Linked DNA regions of Sus scrofa: all the other regions are linked to region 5. A link is a contact called in public Hi-C and HiChIP or PLAC-seq data. All regions are on one chromosome and are shown on one strand. Each heading gives the region's core, a stretch centred on a gene start, on an enhancer-like site or on the middle of the called end of the contact. The rest is flanking DNA. Distances are from core to core; before and after follow the strand shown.

Region 1 (2,700 bases), core at 152-2,651, 200 kb before region 5:
CTTTGGGCTGTCTCCTCTCCAGGTCTGTCTGCCAAAGCCCAAGTTTCAGCACCCAGGCACCACACACACCAGCAGACATGTGTCCCAGGCTGGGAGGTGGGGTGACACAGCAGCATCAGTGCTGGTCCCTCTCTATCCTGCTAGACAGCAAGCCAGCCTGGCACACTCCTTTTAGGCAAATTCTAGACCCTTGTATCTGCCGATCTGTCCCAGCAGACCTCCTAGCTGGCAAAGGAGGGTCCCAGAATGAAGGAACCTTGCTTCTTTCACAGCCTGCTCCCAGGGGCACAGGACCCACCCCAGTTCCCCTTTTTTCCCCCTTTGGTCTTACTTGGTTACCTGGGGATTTTTCTTGCAGCTTTAGTTGTAGAAGACCTGCCTACTTAGAGTTGGTATTCTGTGAGAACTGTTCTGATTATCCACGTATCTCGATGTATTTGTGGGAGGAGGCGAGCTGCATGTCCTCTACCCTGCTGTCTTGGTCTCCTCCCCAAAAAAGATGATTTAGGAAGTAGACATTAATTTTTTTCTTTTTTAAACTAAACTGACATTTACTTTCCCTAGTCAGCCCATGCAGTTAATGAACTCATGACACAGCATCTCCCTACCTGGGTAACCCGGCCCTGGCTGCCAGGTCTGGGAGCTGGGTTTGTACCTTCTTGGAAGAGTTTTGATTTTCTGCTTGATCCAAGCTGACCATTTTGCAACCTTTTGGTGGCCCTTGACTCCTCTATCACCCTTCTTCCATCCAGCTCCACCTGAAGACAGCCTTCCCCTTCACCAGAGCCACTCGAGAGCCTGGGGGGCTGATTTCTGTCCCCACTGGGTGATAATCTGAGGGGTGGACCCAGGCCTACACTGTTATCAGGGCAGGTGGCCATCTGGAATGCTGAAACCCTGTAACTTCTCACAGCCCATGTTATGGTGTGTTTTCTGTTATCCCATACATGTGACCAGCACATATGATCCAGAGTGACAGTGACATCAAGAACATGGATATGTCTCATTTACACACCCACCATAAAGGAGGCTTTACCTGTTCATGTTGCTCTTGCTAAGATTATCAGCTGAACTGTCATCTCTCTGACTGCTGCTACAGGCTCAAAGACATGTTGGCTGTTCTTGCGTAGCTATTTATGGAGTCCAACCCTGTGCCAGAGCTGTTATGGGCCCTGAGGGTAGAGTCATGAGGCCAGATACTAGATGGATTAGAACATTTAAAGTAGAAAAACCATGCATATAAACAATAAAAAAACAGACAGTAGAGGGAAGTGCAGGAATTAAAATAGAGGCCTGTGATGGTGACCGGCAGCTCCTCCGAGTGGAATGATCTGGGACAGCCTCTCTGGGAGGAGACAGGCTGAGGAGAAAACCTCAGAGGCAAGGCAGGTGAGACAGATGGTGAAGAGCCAGCAGGAGGCAGGATCTGGTGGTTAGGGAACAGAACCAAGGCTGGAGGGGGGCAGTGGTGGGAAGGCAGTGAGAGAAAAGTGCGGGCTTGACTTTCAGTCCCCAGACCTATGGGAAAGCTCTGTAGGTACATGTTCTGGCTCCTATCTTGAAACATGGTGAGGGTAGTTTGTGGACAGACATGGGAGAGTCTGGGAAATGGTTTCAACAGAGCAAGGGTGAGAGCCCGAAGCTGGGCAATGAGGAGTGGGGTGTACTTGGCAGTTGGAGGTGACAGGACCCCTGGATGGAGCAGAGAGTCATCCAGGGTAGTATCTAGGTTTGGGTCTGCACAGCCAGGTGGCAGTTGTTCCTGAGATAGGGATGAATGGCAGGAAAGCTGGCTGGGGTGGGATGTGGGGTTCAGAGCCCTGTTGAGTCTGTCAGCAACTCTTACAGTTTTACAGTTGTCAAATAGTAAAATGAGCCAACTCCTCCAACAGGAGAGGGGGTGGCTGTAATTCTGCCCAGGTGCTGCCCCTGTGCCTTCCTGCCCCTCCACCCTGTTGGGGGCTTATCAGGGCCTGATAGCACTGCCAAGTCTAGGACAGAGCTGGAGTTTTTCATGGTTCTATTAAAACGTGTTCAGAATGCTGCTTGTTTGAGGGACTTTCCTCTAGATCTAATAAAAAAATCATTTTTGTGAAAACATGGTACTTCAAAAGGCTGATTCTCTACTTTCCTTTGTCACCTGAACTGCCAGACTCTTGCTTAATTTTGCCCTGACCCTATCTGACCTCAAAAAGGTGGCTTAGGCCCATCAGTAACTTGTACATCAGTGACACAAATAGGGGAGACATGCTCAGTTGCCAAGGTGGACAGGTAGTGAGGGCATAGCTTGCACAATGGAGGCTCCTGTTCCTGCTCCCTTCCTTCCCGTCGCTAGCACTGTGGAAGTGGCTGCCTTCCAGGAAGTGGTTCTCCACCCCAGCTGCATGACCGAATCATGGGAGGGGGGGTGCATTCAAAGCCCCCATGCCTAGGCCATGCCCCAGCCCAATTAGAATGGAAGGAGGTAGGTGCATGTAGGGATGGGTGACCCTATGATGTCACCAGATGGCTAGTGGACTCCAGGGCCAGCTGTCCTGGGTACCATTGCTGAGCTGAACTGACCTAAGAATCCAGTTCCTTTTAAAGCTGCTGCCCTGGACTAGTTCCTCCCATCAGGAAGCCTACAGAAAGCCCCCATACCAACTTCAGCCACAAGAGGGGCAGACAGCAGAAGAGAGGCTACAACTCTATTGTCTGCTA
Region 2 (2,700 bases), core at 46-2,545, 190 kb after region 5:
AATGCAAACCTACATTTGTAATGCTGCTAAATTGATGGGTTTTGTTCAAAATGAGGTTGCAGGTTCGATCCCTGGCCTCGCTCAGTGGGTTAAGGGTCCTGCGTTGCTGTGGCTGTGGCGCAGGTCAGCAGCTGTAGCTCCGATTAGATCCCTAGCCTGGGAACATCCATATTATACGTAGTAGGTGCGGCCCTAAAAAAAAAAGCAAAAAAAAAAAAAAAAAAAAAAAAAGGTACCTCCTGTAATTGTACTTTTCTTAAATCATGATACTCTTAAATCATGATACTGTAATAAACAGCCCTCACAGTGGATACTTGATATTACTGACATATTAAGCAAAAAGATGTGATCGGTACCGTTGACTATCTGTGAAAGGCAAATTATCTGGAAGTGGAACAGCAGAGGCCACGCTACAAAACACAAAACACTACTTTCCTACGGGGAAAACTACAGCTATGGAGTCGAAGTACAAATAACAAGCCCAGGTGGGGAACAAATCCCAACACAACACACGTCACTAATGTCAGGAACCAAATGTTTTATCTGATTGTTATAAACCTTAACAATTAGGTTATGACAATGAATAAAGGTTAAAAGAATGTAATGAAAAGAGTGAAAGACATGTGAAGACAACTAGATGAATAAATCTTTCCACATCTCCACCTGTGTATAAAGGCTATTATATGCGAAAAATCAGACACATAGTAAGTGCTTAACAGATGATAATTCGTCTTGAGATTCTTAAACATTCGGATGAGCCAATCTAAATCCAAGACTCCACGCTCCCCAATTTTGTGGGTTCAGTAACCTCCATCCTGGGAGGGGATAAAAACGACCATCTCAAAATCTTGCTGTACAGACAGCAACAAGCTTCCAGACTGGCTTTATACCAGGCCAGGGAAGTAAAGTTAATAAAGTGATCAGAGACCGATTTCCTGGGACCACTTCAAAAGGTAAATGGCGTTAGGTCTTGCACAGGACTAGGGGTAGGGCTGGGGTTTCCTCAGGGCAAAAGAGGGCGGAAGCGACCGAGGGGCGTGTTCTCTGTAGACGGCGTGTCCTGGAGGCTTGTTGACACTTTTGAAAGTCAAAACTCGAATTTGTGTCGGTACCCGAATCTGAACAGGGCGCAGGCTGTCTTGGGGACAAGAAACTAGGGCGCAGGAACCTGTGGCCAACGTCCCGGGCCCGCCAGCGCCCCCTCGCTATGCGAACGAGTCGAGCCTAGGCATAGGGATGAGCACCCCAGTAACCGAGTAGCCGCGCCCGTCTCCCCCAGGGTCCGGCCAGTCCTTCTAGAACAAGCTAGACCCGCTCACCGTGGGCTCTGAATAGCCTGGGCCCTTCCCAGAGAGAAGAGGTTTGGGGTACCACACGCCGGTTCTCACAAACCAAACCTTCATAAGCTTTAAAAGAAAAAAAAAGGCTGCGCCGGAAGTATGTCATCACCCTGTCCTGTCAATTTATAACTTTCCCTGATATTCTCTCTAGTAATCTTGGAGGACCGCAGATATCGGTGGTTCCTCCTCCTAAGTTCTCGCGATACAAGCCTGAGGAAAAGGGAGGGCGGGAGAGTAGGTTTCTGCCTTTCTTCCAAGCAGTGCGTTCTGCATCGAAGCATTAGGACCTGGATTATCCAGCAAGAATCGGGCTTTTATGTCATTGGATATAGGATGAAGGGGCGGGGCCCAGCCGGGCCGAGGAGTAGAGGAACCCGCAAAGTCTTACCTGTCCTTGGGCGCGGGAGCCCTCCCATTCCCAGCGTCGACAGGCTTGGCCCTGCCCTGGCCGACTCCCCACCCTCTAGTGGGTCCCTCGCTTTAGGCCTAGGGAAGCAATCAGAGACCTGGCTGGAGATCTGAACGGGGCTAAGGGCCTGACCTGGACAGGGTGGGGACCTGAAGGCAAAGGAGCCACCAAAACTTTTGCTGCATGAAGGAAAGTCGAGGATAGAGTAGCGATCTTGATGTATATCAAGAAGACCCTTGTAAAGTCGAAAAAGCTGAGCTTTTCTGTGCTGCTTAGGGAGTCACCATGAATAACTGAGGGTTAGAAGCAGGAAGTGAATCCCAGGCCCAGCTAGAAGCCTATGTACACTGCCCTGCTTACTGGTTCAGAGACCTTCACTTGCCCACTACTGCCAGATGCCCTCATTTATCTAGTTCCTACCCCAGCCACTGTGATGCCCCACGTGGGGCTCACAGTCGACAACTCTTTATCTCACACCCATGCTCAATCACTGTTTCCCACAAAACAGCCACACTGACAGGAAGGCTGGGTCCAAAGGAGGGTCCAGGCTTCAGCCATGTCCTACTGAGGCTAACAGCTCCCCAGGACCCATGAGGCCCTTGTTTGGAAACCAGGTCACATCTTTTCAAGGTAACCTCAAGTCCTCAATGGTCTGCATAACCTGGGAGCTTTATAGGAACTCCTCTGATTACCTTGGAAAGAACTTTAAATGTGGAAGAGCAGGGGTTAGGATCTCACTGGTTAAAAGAAACTGAATGATCACAAGATACATGGTTGGGTAGGTATACCAAGGCAAAAATAAAAGAACCTATAGCAGGAGTTCCCGTTGTGGCTCAGTGGGTTAAGAACCTGACTAGAATCCATGAGGATGTAAGCTGTGATGTAGGTTGCCAATGTGGTTCAGGTGTGGTGTTGGCTAGCAGCTATAACTCAAATTTGACTCCTAGCCTG
Region 3 (2,700 bases), core at 62-2,561, 160 kb before region 5:
GTATCTATGGGTCAATCTGTGAAAGCTTATAACACACTCTGAAACCTGTAAAAATCTATACTTAAACCAAAATCATGAACCTGACTTTATTTTTGTAAATCCTTTCCAGTGTACCCTAAAGATACATGTCCTATGTGTGGATACCTTCCTGGGGACCAGGATCCTTTTTATTTTCTTTTTTTGTCTTTCGTCTTTTTAGGGCTGCAACCACAGCATATGGAGATTCCCAGGCTAGGGGATGAATCGCATCTATAGCTGCCAGCCTATACCACAACCATAGCAATGTGGGATCCGAGCCATTTCTGCGACCTACCCCACAGCTCACGGCAACACTGGATCCTTAACCCACTGAGCAAGGCCAGGGATCAAACCCGCGTCTTCATGGGTACTAGTCAGGTTCATTAACCACTGAGCCATGATGGAAACTCCTGGGAACCAGATCCTTGAGTGCCGCATGTGACAGTCTGACATGCTACAGAGGTCAGTCTGGCCTGCAGCCAGCCTCCTCTCCCCTGAGGTCAGTTATCAGGGTCAGATCACACAGGCCAGAGTGCCCCTCCTGATAGGAACACTTTTTTTGCCCCCCCTAAAGTATATCCTCTTTCCAGCATACCCAAGTGTTTCTTCCAACAGGTTAAATAACTTTCAACTTTTCATTTGTGGAAATGATTCACATTTTTATAGATGGACCTCTAATAGAAGTGAATCAAATGATGTTAAAGCAAGTGCATCTTTATGTAATCATTGATTCCAAACTTCTTAGGTTATTACAAACTGGTTGGGTTTTAAAGAATACAACTAATAATGTGTGCATTTTGTGGGTTCCAGGTTACGGCAACAAGGGCTCTAGAGAGCCAGACAGTAACTATTTTGCGTTTTGGAGGTCATACGGTCTCTCTCACAACAACTCTGATACTGCAGCACAATGCTGCTACAGACAATATGTAAACAAAGGGGTATGGCTGTGAGTCACTAAACCTTTACTCATGAAAATGTGTGACTGGTCAACCCCTGATTTAGAGGACTTGTGGTATTGCCCTGAGTGTCCCTACTTCTCTGTGGGGACCAGAGGGAGACCAGGGAATGAAGAGGATATAGCAATGGACAAGGCATGTACTGGGATACAAAAGTCCATTCCAATCCACCTCTGCAGGAAGGGACTCAGTGACACCACTAACAATGGTTTACTTGTTCACTGGTACAAAAATAAAAACAAAGACCAACAAAACCTATGAGCCAGGCACTGGGCCAGGAACTCTAGAGATAAATGACATAACCCCTGCCAAGTGGGAATTCTATCCATGACACAGTGTCCATGGGCCCTGACATGTTAAAAGAACTCATTCCAAGGACCCAAAGCCCACGGCCCTATACTGATGAGTGCCAACATACTCGACAATGGCATCCCGATCTGCTATGTCCCCAAGCACCATGCGCTGAATGATGCTGTTGTGCTCCTCTTCCGAGAGGTTTTTATATGACACAAGGGGGATGTTGTACTTCGTGGCTGGTGAAGGGTCCACTCCCAGAAGCCAAGGATGGTTTTCAATCTCTTCTAAAGAGGCCCTTCTCTTGGGATCTCTCTGTAGCATCCGTGTGATCAGGCTGGAAAGGAAAGCAAGTCCATGTTAAAGCAAACAGCTGTGGGGGATTAGTAACCGTGTGTTACTGTATTTATCAAAATTGTTTCCTAATCTTATACCATCAATTTAATTACATTCACTAGTGGAGGTGGTGAGGCAGATGGGAATAAAGAAAATACAGTGCCATAAAATTCATAAAAAAAATCACAACCACCAGATATGCCGATAAGCCAAACACACAAACGCAGTTTCCTATCATCTAGAATTAACTCCTGGTACCAACATCTGTCCTTGAACTAACTGTGGCAAAACAACAGATACCAACCGTGGCAAAACCAGATACAATGATCAGCAATGACATACAGAATAGGGTGCATGAGCCAACTTCTATTTCAGGAAGAATGAATGACCATCCTGATGAAAGCAAACAAAATGCCATATATTTTAAGACATATATTTTGTTTAAAGGCATTGTGTTGGCTAGAAGGAAGAGTAGGAGGGAGGAGGTGAGGGAAGGAGGGCAGACCGAAGGACAGACAGATGAACTACTCATCAGGTAAAAACAGAGTAAAAGCAAGATTCTTAGAAGGCAAAGGACAAAGCTGCCCTCTGGCCTGATTGTTTCTGCTTGTTTCTGTTTAAACACTCAGTGCATGAAACAGAATAAAACATGTAAGGCCTACTGACGGTGGGGGATGCAATTCTTGGAAAGAACTTGATAGATGTTCTTGATTCACCCTTCAGTGTGAGGGTGAATGAGAAATGAGAAACAAATCTACTGCTAAGATGTCAAGAAGGAAAACTGCCTGCCTCAAAACTGGCTATGGAGGTGGAGTGGGAGAATTTCTTTTAAGAACTACAAGCTGATCCTCATACAAGTTTGTAGTCCAAATTAGTGATATCATATCTGTGTGATATACATATTGAATAAGTTAATTTTAAGAGGTTTCAGGCTGGAAGTACCCCTAGGCAACTAGTAGAAAAGTAAATGCAAACTCCCTATGTAATATTACAAGAAATTTGACCTCACAGTCAAAAAATACAAAGGAACCAAGGTACCACTGCAAGAACTAAAATATATGATGGCAAAATCAGAATGCAAAGACTTCAAATACCT
Region 4 (2,700 bases), core at 23-2,522, 250 kb before region 5:
TGACTTGTCTTCTGTTTACTTGCTCAACTAGTGCCATCTCTAGGATATAGAATTTTTTTCTTTTTTCCTCACTCTGACATTTAACTGTCTGCTTTATAAACAAGTGGAGCCTCTCCTCACTGGGCTACTCCAGTATTACAAAGGCAGAGAGAGCATCTGCCATGTCAGTTGGTGGACCCCGATCGAAAATGGAGATACAGAAAACAGATTTAAGAATACATCTCATTAATGCCTAGCCTGTCCCTGGACTCTTTCACTGTTAAGTGATGAGAAATTGACAACAAGCTTGTCAACAGAAATGATTACCCATGAGTAATTCTTATATTATGTTTAATATATGTTTGAATTGCTTTCTTTTCAACTCAGTTCCCATTTTATGAACAAAACATGATTGAAAAATGTAACTCACTGGACAGTTCTTAAATTGGGCTGTGCATCTTGAATGTAGAACCTTCAAAAAATGCAAGTGGCTAGGCCCTGCACTATGAAGATTCTGATCCCCTAAATCTAAAGTGGGGCCCAGATACCTACATTTTAAAAACTCTTTTTATTGCTCCACACCCCCTCCCCTCCACCCTCAGGTCCCAGCAAAGATGGACCCCAAGCATGGTCAGGTGGGTGCCGAGAATGAGCAAGTTTTGGGCCACCAGGAATAAGCCAGTAACATCTTTGAGCCTCCATTTTTTTTTTTTTTTTGTCTTATAAAATGAAAGCCTGGACCCAAGGTCTATGGGAAGGCCCAGAAATGTACTTTTTTTTTTTTTTACCCAACATTTCGAGTGACTCCAGCATGGTGGCTGTGGAGCCTGACATAGGGAAGTGCTCCCTCCATGGTCCTGGGGCTGCATCCAGCTCGCAGCAGGAGGGGGCAGTGGTGAGTGTGGGGACCACAGTGGAGAGGAAGGGTACTGAGAGCAGTTCTTTTTTCCGTGTGAGGTGGGGAACTGCGGCGTTCCTAAATATGTAAGCAAATGAGATATACTTGAAGGTGAGAGGCGAACTGGGGAAAATAAAATTGTTTGCTTTGCAAAGGGCATTTTCAAATGATTAGACTTCTATTGGTGAGACCTTTACAAAGAATTCTAGACAGTAAATATCATCCTAGTGATGCCCTTTTATTTCTTTTCAAATTGATGCCTTCGACTCTCAGTGATTTTAAGATCCAGTTAAAAATAGAAAAGACTCTTATCCAGGTGGCATTTGCTCACTGGATGGGCTGGAGCACAAGGGCACCACATCCTGAGTACCGGCACAAATCAGCAGCCAAGCCCTCTTGGGAGCCAAGCACCCGCAGAAGCCAGGGAGCGAGTCCAAATGGAGCCATGGAGAGAGAACAGCCTCAGAAATCAGTGGAAAGAATGGATAAAGAATTTTTTTATTTTTCATTTTTGACTGCCCCTCGGCACATGGAGCTCCCAGGCCAAGGATCACATTTGAGCCGCAGTCTCGACCTAAGCCACAGCTGTGGCGATGCCAGATCCTTAACCAGCTGTGCAGGACCGGGGATTGAACCCGCATCCCAGCACTCCCAAGGTGCCACTGATCCCATTGCACCACAGCAGAAGCTCCAGATAAGGAATTTAAGAAGACATTACAATGGCTAATTATGGCCCTCTGGGGCCTCAAATCAAATGTGAGCCCCTTGAACCAGCAGGTAGGCTGGGTCAGCCTGCATTAAGTGATGTCTTTGTTTTCTAGGGTTAATTATTTTTAAACCATTTCCAACATTTCTCAAGAGCTTCTGAACTTGTCTTGCCCTGCGTATTTGTGCTCTCAAGTTATGGCAGCTGTATAAGCATTTTTTAATGGAAAGTTAAAAGTTTCACAGCATAGAATGAGGATGCTAAAGTTTTTCACCATTGAATATGTAATCACGTTGATCTGCCAACATGTAGTTCGCAAAAAGATGTTGAATCCAAATAAAGAATTGGCTTCTGAGAAAGCCAGTGCCCATCAGTGCCAGAGCCTCAGTCCTTGGGGAGGGGATGGTCCATTTGTCAAGCCCCAAGTCAGCCTGAGCCAGTAGATAAAGGTAAATTGAAGCCTAAAATGTTTTGAGTGTTTGAGTGCCCTCTGAGCTGGCTTTTCCCTTTCTCCTGTGTCAGGACTTTGTCTCACAGCCCTCTGTACCTTCAGGGCGAGTGTCTTGACCCTCCTTTGTCATAGTCTCCCCAAATGGTCCTAACACACACAGGCAGAGTGAGGCTGTGGTGACAGTACAGTAAGACACAGTGTGAAGCAGGGCAGGAAAGGGGAGGAGAGCTTGGTGATGGAGGAGGAGGACACCTCAGGCTTGGGGGCCCTGCCTCACTGGGCAGACCAGGAGGGAATTCTGGGACAAAATGGTACCATAAAGTCAGATTGGAGGCCCAGTCAGAATTCTGCCTTTATAGCATCCCCACCTATTTTCACGACCCGAACACAGCTGGGTAGTAATGATAACAGGGGTGGTGATAGGTGGCATGCAACAGGAGATGACACGAGCTAGCCATGGTTCCAAGCCTTCTACGTGGGCTGTGACTCCTAAGACCAATTCTTGGAGGTGGGGTCTGTTGGCTTGATATTTCACACAGTAGATTTCTCTCCAATTCATAAATGATGACTTTCTTTGAAGTGATTAATGCTCTAACAAATATTGGCTCCTGTGCACCTCTCTAGTCCCTTCTGCTTTCACTTTGCCTGTTGCTTTTGGGTCTAGTA
Region 5 (2,700 bases), core at 58-2,557:
AGCCCAGCCGCTTAGGCTAACCAATGAATATGCAGAACTTCCTTGGACATTCTGAGCCTGGGGAAACTCACTCTCCCCCAGGCAGCATTCCCTGGTTTCATCTTGAGAGTCAAGCGGCCTGAGCTAGTATCCCATTTTTATCTTCTCCTACAGGCTTGCGTGTGACCTTGGAGAAATGATTTGCTCTCTCTGTTCCTGGTGTTCTTTATAAAATGGAGACAACACAAGTACCTGCCTGGGGCAGTTGCTGGAGTGGTGGTGAATGAGATGACATAGAGAACACATACCTAGCCCTGCCGACTGTGCCTGGTAGCCAGTCTGCCCCTTTAAGCTTAGCCGTTGCTCCGAGGTCTGCCCTCTGCAGCAGTCATCTGTCCCAGCCGGAGAAATGAGCGGGGCTGCTATACAGACGAGGACTGTGCCAGGCTGCCCGCTGGCAGGAGGAGAAGGGCTGATGGGATCCCAAAGCGCTGCTCCTGAACTGTGTCGACGGAGGGGAGTTCAGACCCTACTGGAGTCCAGAACGCGGGTGCACTCTGCCACCTGCTCTGCATGAGCCCTCCCTGAGGGCGAGTTCCTCAACCTGGGACTGTCGATTTGTTCACCTTTTCAATGGAAGTAACATACCCACCACTGTGTCAGGGAAAGATGCAACTGCTAATACCTAAGACGTGATAAGCACACGGACTGGCACCTACTAAAGATTTATTTCAGATTATAAAAAGTTGCTATTTCTGCTCTTAACTTTTTTCTTTATTGTAAAGTGCTCCCCTTCCACGCCCACCACCCTGTTTCAAACAAAGAGCACACCAAAGTTTCTGTAAATCTGGTCCTGTTTGAACCCAAGCAGACGTGACTTTAATGTGATATCACAAAGGTTCAGACCAGGTCCTGTGTTACCCAAACTGCCTCCTTGTTGGCTGATCACATGACTGTCATTCCCTTCACATGCCCGGAGCTCAGGCTGCGAGCTAAAATCAGAATGAGCCAAAGGTTTCCGGTCAATTCAGCCTAAGATTCTTCCCCTTGTGACGACATCGGGGCCTCTGCATCATGAGCCGGGGTGCGGGGGAGGAGCCTGTGTGGTTGTACTGGTACCCCTCGCCCACCTCGCCCCTCTCCCCCCTCAGTGGCCCTGGGACCCAGGGCGTGAGAGAGGGAGAAGGTGTGCCAGTCCTCAGAGCCACCTGCAACCGCACAGACAGCACCCCCTACCCGACTCTATCCCCAGCCCAGGACCACTTTGCCTCCACAGAGATCCAGGCGTCTTCCTTAGTGCAACCGGGCCAGGGGCTGTGCCTCTGCCACTTCTCCAAGCTGGTGCCCAGTGGAATTGGCCAGGGATGCAGTGGCTCTGTTGGCAGCCCCGAGGGGCAGAGGGGCATTCTGTGCCATTTGGACAGAGTCACATTTCCAACTGGATTGAAAGTGGAATCTTTAATAATATATAGATTTTTCAGTGACTGAAGCCTTGCTCTTGCCAAATCCTAGCATAAAGCATATTTTTACAGCTGGGATGATAAATCCCTGAAAGACGGCACTTACCATGGAAACGCTGACACAGCCTTTCATTCCCTTCGCAGTGATTAAAATCCTCATTTCAATTTGTTTTCCTTTATTTTGAGCTGGAGTCATTTGCAAGTCCTAGGAATACATCTCCTGGTGGTGGTAGAAAACTAAATGCTGCCCTCTGTCAGAAATCAGAGGGAACTGCTCTTCACTCCCTGGAGTGGAGCAATGGCTTGGAGGATTATGGAAACCAGGAAAACAGGCCTTCTTACTAGGAATCTTACCAGGAGAGAAATTCCTGCAGGACTTAACCCAGTTTCCTAGGCAAAGGGAGGCAGGGAAGGGAAGGCAGCTAATAAAAGGCTTGTTAGCAAACCAGAGGCCACTAGGGGCAACTGGAGATTCGGCCCACCGGGGAATTCTCTAAGCCAGTATGGACTTAGCACCTCAGTCATCCTGCTGGAGAGGCAGGAGAGTTCCTCGTTGGTTGCGGGCTGCTGGCCATCAATTCTTAGGCACTTAGGGCCTGACGGCCTTCGCAGGTTCCAGGCAGAGATGCGGATCTTGGCAAATGGAGGGCCAGCCCTTGTCATGTTGAGGCCCCAGCAGATATGGGCAGCCTCCCATCTGTCTGCTGCACCCACTCTCCATTGCTCCTTTTATTCTCCTTTGGACCATTTCATTTGCAGGGATATTTTATGCCCTTGGAATTAAGGGGTGATGCCTTCTGTTTAGTCATGGCCTACAGTCTTTGCTGAACCAAACGCCCAGTGTCCTACCAACTAGATGCTTCAGGATGTTTTTCTTACTTTCCAGGTCCCTTAATTGATAATAAAATCTGTCATGGGCCTGACCACAGTTCTTAATCAACCAGTGAGACTGCAGCGGCGCCCCTGGTCTGAAAGCCCGACGCAGTCTCAGGTTTCTTCTTCTAAAAAGGCATCCCCATCATTCAGCTGTGCAGATCTCACGAGGATGCAGCCTAATGGGATTGGGATTGTTTCTCCAATTCTGCTCGCAGGCAGTGCTTGGGGGAGCAATTTTCCAAAATGTGTCCCACAGACACTCAGTGAACAGAGATACTCTTCACAAGAGGGCTTCAGAGATCGGTTACTGTTGGTAAAATTGCTAGAAACAGCCCCTTCTTAAAGGTCACACTACCTGCCAGCATCTTAAAGGCTCTGAGAGGTA

What was found. A called contact is a pair of places that touch in the nucleus more often than the background predicts. HiChIP or PLAC-seq counts read pairs in DNA pulled down with a chosen protein or histone mark.
Region 1: a contact with region 5 is called in an H3K27ac HiChIP or PLAC-seq map of skeletal muscle. The contact joins two enhancer-like sites. A contact is called at or near these places in 1 of 47 Hi-C or Micro-C datasets (embryonic fibroblasts) and 1 of 2 datasets of contacts at active chromatin or transcription factors (skeletal muscle).
Region 2: a contact with region 5 is called in a Hi-C map of liver, with 7 times the contacts expected there. The contact joins two enhancer-like sites. A contact is called at or near these places in 3 of 5 promoter capture datasets (fetal liver, fetal skeletal muscle and liver), 26 of 47 Hi-C or Micro-C datasets (alveolar macrophages, brain, embryonic fibroblasts and 15 more) and 2 of 2 datasets of contacts at active chromatin or transcription factors (alveolar macrophages and skeletal muscle).
Region 3: a contact with region 5 is called in an H3K27ac HiChIP or PLAC-seq map of skeletal muscle. The contact joins two enhancer-like sites. A contact is called at or near these places in 2 of 47 Hi-C or Micro-C datasets (heart right ventricle and retroperitoneal adipose tissue) and 1 of 2 datasets of contacts at active chromatin or transcription factors (skeletal muscle).
Region 4: a contact with region 5 is called in an H3K27ac HiChIP or PLAC-seq map of skeletal muscle. The contact joins two enhancer-like sites. A contact is called at or near these places in 1 of 47 Hi-C or Micro-C datasets (heart right ventricle) and 1 of 2 datasets of contacts at active chromatin or transcription factors (skeletal muscle).

The regions. Positions count from the first base shown.
Region 1 is chr13:26,746,417-26,749,116 of Sscrofa11.1, reverse strand. All of the region lies in intron 12 of ANO10 (anoctamin-10), which reads left to right. Among named protein-coding and RNA genes, the nearest start is that of SNRK, 79 kb to the right of the region's middle. Within about 2 kb of position 1,401, at least 5 of the 83 cell types and tissues checked have an H3K27ac peak or open chromatin away from gene starts, as enhancers often do. A contact at or near this core is called in skeletal muscle, where this site is marked.
Region 2 is chr13:26,357,491-26,360,190 of Sscrofa11.1, reverse strand. No RefSeq gene overlaps it. Among named protein-coding and RNA genes, the nearest start is that of CYP8B1, 27 kb to the right of the region's middle. Within about 2 kb of position 1,295, at least 57 of the 83 cell types and tissues checked have an H3K27ac peak or open chromatin away from gene starts, as enhancers often do. A contact at or near this core is called in brain, fetal skeletal muscle, liver and 3 more, where this site is marked.
Region 3 is chr13:26,712,307-26,715,006 of Sscrofa11.1, reverse strand. SNRK (SNF-related serine/threonine-protein kinase) reads right to left here. Exons shown (of 8, transcript XM_021071714.1): 6 at 1,393-1,605. Among named protein-coding and RNA genes, the nearest start is that of SNRK, 44 kb to the right of the region's middle. Within about 2 kb of position 1,311, at least 9 of the 83 cell types and tissues checked have an H3K27ac peak or open chromatin away from gene starts, as enhancers often do. A contact at or near this core is called in skeletal muscle, where this site is marked.
Region 4 is chr13:26,798,178-26,800,877 of Sscrofa11.1, reverse strand. All of the region lies in intron 12 of ANO10 (anoctamin-10), which reads left to right. Among named protein-coding and RNA genes, the nearest start is that of SNRK, 130 kb to the right of the region's middle. Within about 2 kb of position 1,272, at least 2 of the 83 cell types and tissues checked have an H3K27ac peak or open chromatin away from gene starts, as enhancers often do. A contact at or near this core is called in skeletal muscle, where this site is marked.
Region 5 is chr13:26,549,713-26,552,412 of Sscrofa11.1, reverse strand. LOC110256580 (a long non-coding RNA gene) reads left to right here. Exons shown (of 2, transcript XR_002338245.1): 2 at 154-1,604. Among named protein-coding and RNA genes, the nearest start is that of POMGNT2, 47 kb to the right of the region's middle. Within about 2 kb of position 1,307, at least 28 of the 83 cell types and tissues checked have an H3K27ac peak or open chromatin away from gene starts, as enhancers often do. A contact at or near this core is called in brain, fetal skeletal muscle, liver and 3 more, where this site is marked.